Regions from separate parts of the Mus musculus genome. Here region 2 is linked to region 1. Evidence: chromatin contacts called from public promoter capture Hi-C data. All regions are on one chromosome and are shown on one strand. Each heading gives the region's core, a stretch centred on a gene start, on an enhancer-like site or on the middle of the called end of the contact. The rest is flanking DNA. Distances are from core to core; before and after follow the strand shown. Region 1 holds the start of Spz1 (spermatogenic leucine zipper 1). Region 2 has its middle 41 kb from the start of Gm41019.

Region 1 (5,330 bases), core at 1,008-3,507:
CAGTGGTACTTTTGAGTAAAGCGGAAATACAGTCAAAAGGAAACCCAGAAAGAGTATGAGAGTGACCCCTGACCTCTGGCTTCTGGGCACTGTATAAGTTAGAAAAAAAAAAAAAACAACCCTTAAACAGAATGCAAGCCAGGTTCTGCTGAACCATGACATTGAGCCATGACGTTGAGCCTAGTTGTCCAGAGTGGGAAGCTCAAAGAAACTAAGGCCAATGCTGATAGCTATGGAAGGAAAAATATTTCTCTTCTCCACGGGGGACAAATAAGTGTGGATTTTCGCTTGAAATCAGCATGAAAGCTATTTAGTAGAGTTCTCCATAACAGGAGTGTTATAAAAAATTGCTCTGAACTTAATATTTTTCTTAAAGATATATTTATTTTATGTATGTGAGTCCATTGTGGTTCTCCTTGGACACACCAGAAGAGGGCATCGGGTCCTATTACAGATAGTTGTGAGCCACCATGTGGCTGCTGGGTATTGAACTTAGGACCGCTGGAAGAACAGCCAGTGCTCTTAACTGCTGAGCTATTTCTCCAACCTGTATTTAGTATTCTCAAGGTCCTGATGCTAAAATTCAAAGACAAGAATACAATAGGCTTCAAATTATTTCTTTTCTTAAAGATGTATGAATGTGAATGTGTGTGTGTGTGTGTGTGTGTGTGTGTGTGTGTGTGTGTGTGAACATGTGTGGGTATATGTGCATATGTCCATTAAGTGTGCAAGGTCAGAGAAGGACATGCTGTATCCAATTATCTCCATTCTACCTTATTTATTTGAGACAGGGTCTCTCACTAATCTTGAAGGTAGCCACTGAACCACAACAGTTCCATAGGCACATACAACTGTGCCAGGAGTACATCAGAACCAGGACTTGAACTCAAGTCCTTAAGCTTCCAAGAAGCTGCTCTGACCCATGGAGTTATCCCCATGTCTCAGATTATTCCTTTAAAAAATTATATATATATACATGTATATATATATAATACATATATATATATATATATAATGATTGAACTGAGTTGTTTCAAATGCTTTAGACACATTGTCATTTTAATCAGGTACTATGAGAAGTGGCCAAGCTTTTTATCACTGACTGGAAGAGTCATAAATACATTCAGAAAGCCTATCTTAAAAGTGCCACATTTTAAAAAGATTCCCAAGTGGAGGACTGAGGATACAGTTTGGAGGCAGAACACTCATGTACTATCTAGAAAGCCCTGGGTTCTTCCCTGCCCTGTCCTCCCCCTGACCCTCCCCCTAAGGAGAGAGACAGAGAGACAGACAGACAGAGACACACAGAGAGAGACAGACACAGAGGGAGAGGGACCGAGAGAGAATTTATAACTGTGCTGTTGACTCATGCCAATAGCCTCTTACCATTCAGTAGAATATTTTTGAATGAAAAGATTTCTCACATTAGTGTCCAAAAATCACTAAAGATGGAGCACTTTGAGAAGTTCTGCTTTCTATCCTGTCTTAGTCAATGTTCTATGACTATGAAGAGACAACGTAACCATGGAAACTCTTACAAAAGGAAGGCATTTCATTGGGGCTGGCTTACAAATTCAGAGGTTTAGTCCATTGTTATCACAACGGGAAGCACGGTGACATGCAGGCAGACAAGGTGCAGGAGAAGGAACTGAGAGTTCTACATCTGGATCTGCAGGCAGCAGGAAGAGACGTATACTCTGGGCTTGCAATAGACTTTCTGAACCCTCAAAGCCCACCCCGTAGGTGATACACTTCCTCCAACAAGATCATACTTCCTAATCCTTACAAATAGTTCCGTTCCCTGGTGACCAAGTATTCAGATCTACGAGTCTATGGAGGCCATTCTCACTGACATCACCACACATTCCTAACTCTTCCACAACATCTCTCCTACAGCTGGAGCAACACTTCCTCCTTCTATGAAAGAATTCTTATTCAGCCTGCTGTGCTTTCTCTCAACTATATTTACCCTCAGGTGGAACACCGTGGTTGTGGTTGGCTCGATGTGGTGTGGTGTGGTGTGGTGTGGTGTGGTGTGGTGTGGTGTGGTGTGGTGTGGTGTGGTGTGGTAAGGCAGGGGGGTGGGAGGGTGAGGTAGGAAATTGCTGTAATGCTCTTAGAATGAAGAGCCTAGGAGAGAAGAGAGGGGCAGGCATGTGGGAGGAGTAAGGTTGGCTGTGGTGTCTGAGTTGTGGGACAGGAATCTAAGGGACTCCCATTGTGATGTAAAAGAAACAGAATGTGTTGCCCCAGAGGGGCAATGACAGAATAAAGACCTAGTAGCTGGGGCCTCAGAGAAAATACCAGAAGCCTAGCAGAAGGGAGATGGAGCTCCAGCTCCAGGTCCCCCTTCCCACCTCCTCCCCCTGGGCTGTCTGAGATGTAACCTTCTACCTGAATACCACCTCCCTGGGGTCAGTCATTAACTCTGGCCCATAACTCCTGCCTGGTTCCATCTCCTCCACCGACTCCCAGGAGACTGCCATCTGCTCTCCCTGGACTCTCTGGGTCCTCAGGTCCCAATGTCGGACACAGACAACTCAGCGGAGATGCCCGCCCGGTGTCCATCTCCTAACCCTGCTCCTGGTGCTAAGCAAGAACCACCGAACTCTGGGATCACCATTTCCCTCCTTGAAATCGGATCACTCCCCACTGTCTGCTACCACTCCTTCCCACCACCAAAGAATAGCATCTGTCCAGTAGAGAAAAGAGGGAGGGTACAGAAATTTAGCAATCTCTTAAAAGACGTTAAGGATGTTCTCAAAAACATAGCAGGCGTTGAAGAGAAGTCTACAGTTGGGGAGCCTTTTGATGATGCCTATATTCCTGAAGACCTGTCAGAACTTAACGTCAGAGGTGTTGAGAAGAAAAATAAAATACGATTTAAAGATGATCTATTCATTCATTTCGACCCAGAGAGAGAACAGAACACAATGAAGCAGATGTTATTGAAAAACCAGAGTGCTAAGAACATGGTACCAAAGTTTGCAAGGGACCTGTGCAATGCAGAAGAAACGAGAGGCTTCGACGGCATGCTGCTGAGCGTGAAAAGACCGCGGAATGGATCCCTTCACCTTCGCGGAGAGTACAGAAAACTCAGGAACAACATGGAGCAGTTACTGCAGGAAGCAGATCACTGGAGTAAACAGCATAACGAACTCAGCGAACTAATGAGGTCATATCAGGAATGCCAGAACGAAACCCAAGAAACTACTGACAAGGATCGAGCCTGTTTGCAAAACCAACCCAACAATGGGCTATCCACCAAGCAGAAGCTGGAGGAGCAGGTGAAGAAGCTAAGCCATGACACCCACGCGCTGCATTTGATCGCAGCCCTGCTAGAGAATGAATGTCAGGTCCTACAACAGAGGGTAGACATCCTCAAGGATTTCCATCTCCACGAAGCGGGACTGGGGCACGAGAAGCCTTTGCAGATGTCCTGTGAGCAGGACAAGAAATGTCCGAAGTTAGCGGAAGCAGACAAGACGGACGCTTTCAAGCATACCACGAGGGCAACGGAAGGCACGATTAGGAAACCGAAGATCCTCAGGAGCCCGGATGTTTGCTTTACTAAGAAGGCTCGGAATAACCGCTTCAACGCCCGTGTTGCAAAGAAATCTCTGGTGGGGAAAAGGAGAACCGTTAGCAGCTTTCGGTAGAAGTCGCCAGAAGCAGATACAACTTGAGACAAAACTGTCATCAACCCAGGGTAGAGAGCTTCTGATTCCACCAAGGAGGAGGCCTAGGATAAGAGGAACCTATATTATCTCAGTAGTTAGAGAAGTTTGGGCCTTAACAACCATTGTATGACCGTTAACCAAGTGAAAATTTGAATAAAAACAAGAATATAAAAGGAAAGCGCGTTGTTTGATTGTTTTCTTCTAATTTAACCATTTCTGGGGGATAGAAGGGGAAGTACTTACAATGATCTAACTAATACTTTAAAGCTTGGTTTCAAATTAGTATTTAGCTTTCCTATTCTGTTTGTACAGAATATGTTGGAGTTAAGGGAGAAAAATAACTAAGAAAAGGCAAAGTACAGCGCTAAAGCACCCTAGACAGCTTTCTTCTCTCCTGACTAGCTCTGGTTGTTCTCCCTGTGTTGTTCTTCTGGTCCTCAGCTCGAACATGAAGGTACACTGGGGAGACGAAGCCCCTGGGGAAGGAGGTGCTTCTAGATTCTTCATTTTGGGTGCAAAGATTCCCCTCATTCTTCCAAATGGAGGGGGTGAGTAGGCTTTCTGTTGGAGGGTGTGGGGGTGGCGGGGGTGGAAACGAGTACTCTAAGGAGCTGGACTTACCTGCCAGAACACACAGCGCAGGCGCCTTTTCTCGCTTCTCCCAGAGCAAAAGCCACCTGGCATCACGTGCAGGGCAAACAGAATACTGGCAAGGTCCCAGTTCCTGGGCTCTTGTATATTCTAAACTGATGTCAGTCACCAAGCAGAAAGAGAATCACAACACAAAAAGCCCTTAGAAAGCATGCTCCTGGAGAGTGTGGCACAGTAGAAATGGCTGACAAAACCTATCCAGATACAGATAAATCGCGTGGAAAACACCCTGTCTCTGCTCCCCCATGACATCAACACAGATTGAGTGGGAGGCCTAGGCTGCAGCTTTGCCCCCATGACAGTGAGCACAATCAGGTAGATTTTGTAAAACTCGAGAAATCTTGTAGGGCAAAGGAGCTCCGGAAGGTAAGTATGCCATAGCCACAGGGCTGTGTGTTTATTCCCCATCCTGGGTTAAACCTGGGACTTTGGTAACAGATCTGGCATTTTAAGCTGGAGACACTTGGTTTATCTGGCTGCTGGAGAAATTTGTCTATGTTCTAGAACGGTTTTTTTATGTAGAGAAAGGGTAAATAAAATAGAAAAAGAAAAGAAAAGCAGACTATTTCCTGCTCACTTTCCTTGTAAATCTCTGAAACAGACACAATAGAAAAGTAATTTATTGGTTAGCTTCAGATTGCTTTCTTCGGTAAGGATGAAAGCAGACAGATGATATTATCTTGTTTGAAATTGGCCTGTTGGGGAGATTGGTTACCATTCTTTTCTGTTTATTTTTATTATTATTTGAGAATTTCATATATATACATACATATATGTATATTTACAAACACATATCACACACATACATACTCATACTTATATATGCATATATTATATATAACTATATATTTTTATATATTATATGCATGCACATACTATATAATATATACATATGTATACACATCTATCTGTCTATCTATCTATCTATCTATCTATCTATCTATCTATCTCTTAAACGCGTTCTCACGACCGGCCAGGAAGAACACAACAAACCAGAAT
Region 2 (5,330 bases), core at 1,577-4,076, 390 kb before region 1:
CCCCTGCTGTGAAATCAATTAAAAACAGGATGGATACAAAATGGTTTTATAACCTCCTCCACCTCCTGGCATGCTTTCTTCTTGGGGATGGGCCAGCCCAGAGTGAAGAGACCAGAGTCTCATGGTCTGAAAATTCAGCAGCAGCTTAAAGAACAGTGGCCTGTTGCTCCAGCTCTCCTCAGGGGACCTGAGGCTGGCTGGGAAATGTCTCCCTGGAAAGTGCAGAGAGAGAGGGGGATCCCAAGGAAGGGGAGTGTGAAGGAGGCTCCAGCCAGCCTCAGCCTCCACAACCCACAGGGTCCTCAGGAATAAAGCAACCAGATTTCAAAGAGACTTTATCCCCCAAAGAATAATTCAAAGGGCTTGTGATGCTTAGACAAAATTGATTTATAGGAACCAACATCAATAATTGTTCTTGCTTGCTTTAATCATAGATGGCCTTTACTGAGGACCACTTTGATCCAGGCTCATCATTAGGCGCTTTCTGAGATTACCTCTGATTCGTGTAATACCATGCCAGATTAAGTAATATTTTCTCCAATTTCAGTATAAGAAAAATGAGGTCCAGAGGGGCTAAATAATCTGGCTAACACAAAACAGTAAATGTCAAAGTCAAGTCTAATTTACATTGTCTGCTAACAATAACAATGCTACTTTAACAGTAGTAATTGTAATAATAGATGTTATCAGCTGAATACCCGTGTACCTGATACTGGGCTCTTTGGAACGTGATACCTGAAATCTTCATAACAGGTAGGGAGAAAGCTTCCCAAGATCATGTTACAGATGAAAAGCTTATAGCTCAGCCAACAGCTCAAGGACATGCATGAACTGACTTGGTGAGTCTGGCTTTGAACCCAGGTCCTTTGATACTGGTACTCAGTCCAATGTGACTGGATGAAACTTCAGGGATTCAGGATTACACACTCGTCCCTAGGTGTTTTTGATACTTCTGTTGTCTCCAGACAGAGGCCCCAGCTTGTCAATGGTTCTCTGAGACTGAACTGAGCTGTACACAAAGAACACAACAGGCTCTGCCAACACACATTGTTCTCAGCTGCATGTAATGTTTCCTAAGGTCTTGGCCAACTTGGCTCAGGCATTTTAGACATCTTGAGGGCCATGGTTCTAAGCATCCTGAGTGGATCGACAGATTCTGTTGGGACACTGTGCTTCAAACTACAAAGCTGCCTACATTTTCCCCAGTGAAGAATATTAGCTGGAACTAACTGGTCATTTCAGAGTATGGCTGTCCAGTGTCCACTGCACTCTTGACGAGAAGTTATGTGGATGAGATCCCATGGTTTAGATCCCCTCCCTACTCGTTAGATAGCTCTCACTAACTGTCTTCTCTGGACCTCTGTACTTTCTAAAGCACAGTAAGACAATTACCACTGTTAGACTAGTCCTCCCCTCTCCTTCCGTCACCCATGGACGATGGTGAGACAGTTCACAATTGGGTAGACTTGGAGAAATAGCCAATAGCATGCATGGGTGGCATGTGCCCACAGCTAGAACATAAGCTTCCTCAGGCTCCCTCTGTGCCCACGTCTCTCATGATAGTCAACTTCTAGCCACTCTGACTCAGGGACATTGCCCTGACTTGAAACACTTCCCTCTGAGGGTCTTAAAAGCTCACTCTGAAAGTCTAGCTAGACTTGAAAGTAAAGCTTATTTCTAGAACGATCTATTTCAAAGGTTTATTTCTTGACACTTGAGATTGCCATGCCATTTCAGCTGTCCCACTAGTACCAGTGATTAGTCATTCATTCATTCATTTTCCTTCAATGAAGGTCTATTGAAACTTCTCTTTCAGGGACCAAGTACTGACAAGTACTGTGAACAAGGAACTTAATTGACAAATGGTCCAGCTATTGTGCTCCATGATCCATTACTGCCTCTGTACTAGGGTCATGCTTCCTGTGGGCAGCTCCTGGCCACTGAGTGTGACTAGGATGCAAAGGCAGCCTTTTCCTTGGGAACATGCTCCTCTGGTGGCCACCTATGAAATAAGGTATCTCAGCAACCATTTGACCCACTTTCTATTGCTGCATGTTCTAGGATGCTTCTGCCCAGTCGTTTCCCATGTTCCCCTTCCCTTGGAGCCAGCCTGCTCTGTTCTCCTGTGTGCTACAGGCCTGGATGACATCGCTCAGGGATGCTGAAAGAATTAGCTGACAAAGAAAGATGAAGATGAAGGAAGGGGCAGGGACTCAGGGCAGACCAGCACATTCCCCTCCTCCTCAGGAGGAAGAAATGTCAAACCTTCAATGCCCTTCCTTTAAAAATTCCAGACCATTTTTGATAGAAAGCAGAGTGTTTCAGGAATAAGGAATTGTTAGTAGAATCATTTATTTTATTTTATTTTATTTTATTTTACCTACAAGATTTTGTTTTCCTCCCCCTAATAAATTTTTACCCTTATGGTGGCAATAAGAAGGCAGAAGAAGATTCTACTGTCTCATGTTGGTAGGGCCAACTCCTGACTAGAAGCCTAGGTAGACTCCAGGCTGGACCAGCCCAATAATCTGGCATGCTTGTATGGAAACCAACACTGGGTTCTCTGTAACTGATGGCAGTGAGCTTCTAGATCCTTCTAACCAGTAGTCTAGATTCAGGTCCCTCGTGGCTGCCCAGGGAGAACATCCCAGCTCTGGCTGCCACTTGGCAAGCAGAGCTCTCACTGCACACACATAAATTGCTTTTCTGGTTTTATTTTTTAAAAACAAATAAAAGAATAACATTGACACCCAGGGAGGCCATTAGAGAGAACAGGAGTAACAAGGAAGCAATGAGGAACCTGTGGGTGTTTGGTGAAGGTAAATGAGGTTGGGTTGGGCTGTTCGGTGGGTGTGGCTGCTCTGTCAGGATTTCCACAGTGTCTTTCAGATCCATTCTTTATCTGTGTGGTTCCTGGAGGTTATGTAGGCGTGCCAGAGCACTACAGTTACAGCGAGAGGAACAAACGACCCTACAGGGGAGTATTTGAGGAAGTATTTTTGACCACTAAAAGGAAGTAGATCTTTACACAGCCTGGAGTCTTTGAATGGAACCCACCACCCCCAAAGAGTCTGAGGTAAAAATTAACAAGGGCCCTAGGAGTCACTGATATTAGCTGTACTGGTCATTAGGATTATGAAGAACAAGTCACCGTGTTCCTACCGGAAAGTTCTCCGTAGCTCTCTAATAGAAGTCATCAAAGCCACATTGCATTCCTTAGGGTGCTGGGAACATAGAGTCTCCTTTCTCTGCAGGATGGTGGTATCTTGTTGTGTTTCCCACCCTTCCTTCATTGGTATATTGCCACTTTCTCGTCAAACCCAGTTCAAATAGACCCTCCTCTCAGAGCAAGGCTGATTGCTGCTTCCTCTTTACAAAGCACATCCCATGTCTACTTCTCTACAAGTACATATGTACTTGTGTACACAACTAATATACAAACTTCTCTAGGACAGAGACCATATCAGATTCATGTGCCCATCTTCACTGGTTGGTATGGTCACTGGTTCCTGGAGCTAGCCCATGGTCCCTGAGTGGAATGTTGAATGAGTAGGGAGGTATTGAGCTTCATCGGCCAACACCTCACTGCTTATGACTCAAACAGTGTCCTTCAGGGGCTTCCCAGAGCTTTGTGCCTGTATCATGTGAGCAATCCTCTTCTTCTGGACAGACATCTGCTTAGCTAGGCTAATATACATGCTTGTCTCCAGAACAGTCATCAGGCTGTCTGAAGTCACGTAGCCAAGAGGCTTGTTAAGATTTTAGTGTCTCTAACTGTGTCTCAGAGGCAAGTGAGTCAGGTCCCAAGAAGTCTGGACTAGAAGTCTTGCCAGTGCACATTCCAGAGCCTAGGAGATTCTAGAAAAACAGACATATCACCTTTCAGGCTGAAATCACTGGGCACTGCATTTGAAAGCTGGGTTTCCTACCAGTCCTTAGGTTGTGAATGACACACAGTTTATTGGAACCATTATGAGGTCACTAAGCAAGCTGAGGTCTGAAAATTTTAAGACAGGTTGAACCAGAGATAAATCAAATACTACATGTGCATGTTAAAGAAGAAAAAGATATGAAAAGGAAAAGAACAGAAATCAAAACCAAAAACATCAAGAAGCCCAAACTAAACAAAACAGCAAGCAAATACTCAACCATCAGGAAGCAGAGACTGGAGGATTAGAGGTTCAAGGTCAACTTCAGAGTAATAATGTGTTCAAGGCCAACCTGAGATAATAAGACCCTGTCTCAAAAAATAATAAAGCAAAATCTTGGAAGACATGAACCTTGTATGCAAATCCCAGTTTTAATCCATTTAAACAATCATTTGACCTGACCTTCTGGAACATGTCAATGATCAATTTTAAACACAGACATACTTGATTAACTTAGCAGCAAATGTAATTTGAAGAACTACATATAGATTCTGGTTCATTCCTCTGAGAGCTATGAAGCTGCCCACGTGTTCAAGGTCCTCTGCTGGGCCCTTCAACAGGATACATACTGGGGCTACCTCTCCACTCTGGGGCATGTAGTCTGGAAAGATCAGGTCACTGTGGCCATCGAAATGACTCATGAGGGTTTTGCTTTGGGACATCCAGGAGGTTGTGCTAATGTACAGTCAGCGCTCGAGGAAGATCTCTCGGAGGAAGTTGTTTATAAGCCAATGGCAGTGGTTCAGAAGCTAACACTGTCATTGAGGTGGTCAGGACAAGGATGCTCCAGGATAACAGGATCTGGAGGCCCCAAGACTTTTAAGAGCTGAAGATTCCAGAATTATTACAACAGAGTGGATGGGAAAATGATGAGAAAAGTCTTAAGAGATAGGCAGAGACAAAATTTTAAAAGAACATTTAACAATTGAAGCATGAATACGAATTCATAAACACATAAACTCCAAATTTTAAAATGTATGCCATCTCACCCTCTAAATTGGCTAGATTATGGATATTATTAAGTCTCTTCCTAAGAGAGTTGCAGGATATACAAACTTTTCGTAAATTTGTCTATTTTTACTCAATTATGTACCTGCTGCTAGATAAACAATGCCCTTGAGTTCTGATAAATCTGTCCCAATGATTTCCCCACTAAATTGCTAGGCATTAAATAACAAGCCATCTCAGGAGAAAAAAAATTCACCCGATTTCAACAGTACTTTTCAAGATGCCATTCTCTTAGCATTGGCTGAAATAACAAAATTAGTTAGCAAAATTTTGTAGTCCTTATAATACTGTCTTAGATTTTTATCTATTCAATATCTCTTTATTGACTAAATCATGAAATTTGTACATTAGGCTATGGTAATGCAATGCCTTGGTTGGATGAAGGTTTCTAGC

What was found. Promoter capture Hi-C pulls out the DNA fragments that hold promoters and counts their contacts.
Region 2: a contact with region 1 is called in a promoter capture Hi-C map of pre-B cells, with 4 times the contacts expected there. The contact joins the enhancer-like site here to the promoter of Spz1 in region 1. A contact is called at or near these places in 7 of 39 promoter capture datasets (the 3T3-L1 cell line, embryonic stem cells, hippocampal neurons and 2 more) and 1 of 484 Hi-C or Micro-C datasets (adipose-derived mesenchymal stem cells).

Annotation. Positions count from the first base shown.
Region 1 is chr13:92,573,159-92,578,488 of GRCm38.p6, reverse strand. It overlaps Spz1 (spermatogenic leucine zipper 1), which reads left to right and starts at 2,257. Exons shown (of 1, transcript NM_030237.3): 1 at 2,257-3,858. The coding sequence starts at 2,523. The coding sequence ends at 3,659.
Region 2 is chr13:92,962,012-92,967,341 of GRCm38.p6, reverse strand. No RefSeq gene overlaps it. Among named protein-coding and RNA genes, the nearest start is that of Gm41019, 41 kb to the left of the region's middle. Within about 2 kb of position 2,826, at least 41 of the 459 cell types and tissues checked have an H3K27ac peak or open chromatin away from gene starts, as enhancers often do. A contact at or near this core is called in adipose-derived mesenchymal stem cells and pre-B cells, where this site is marked.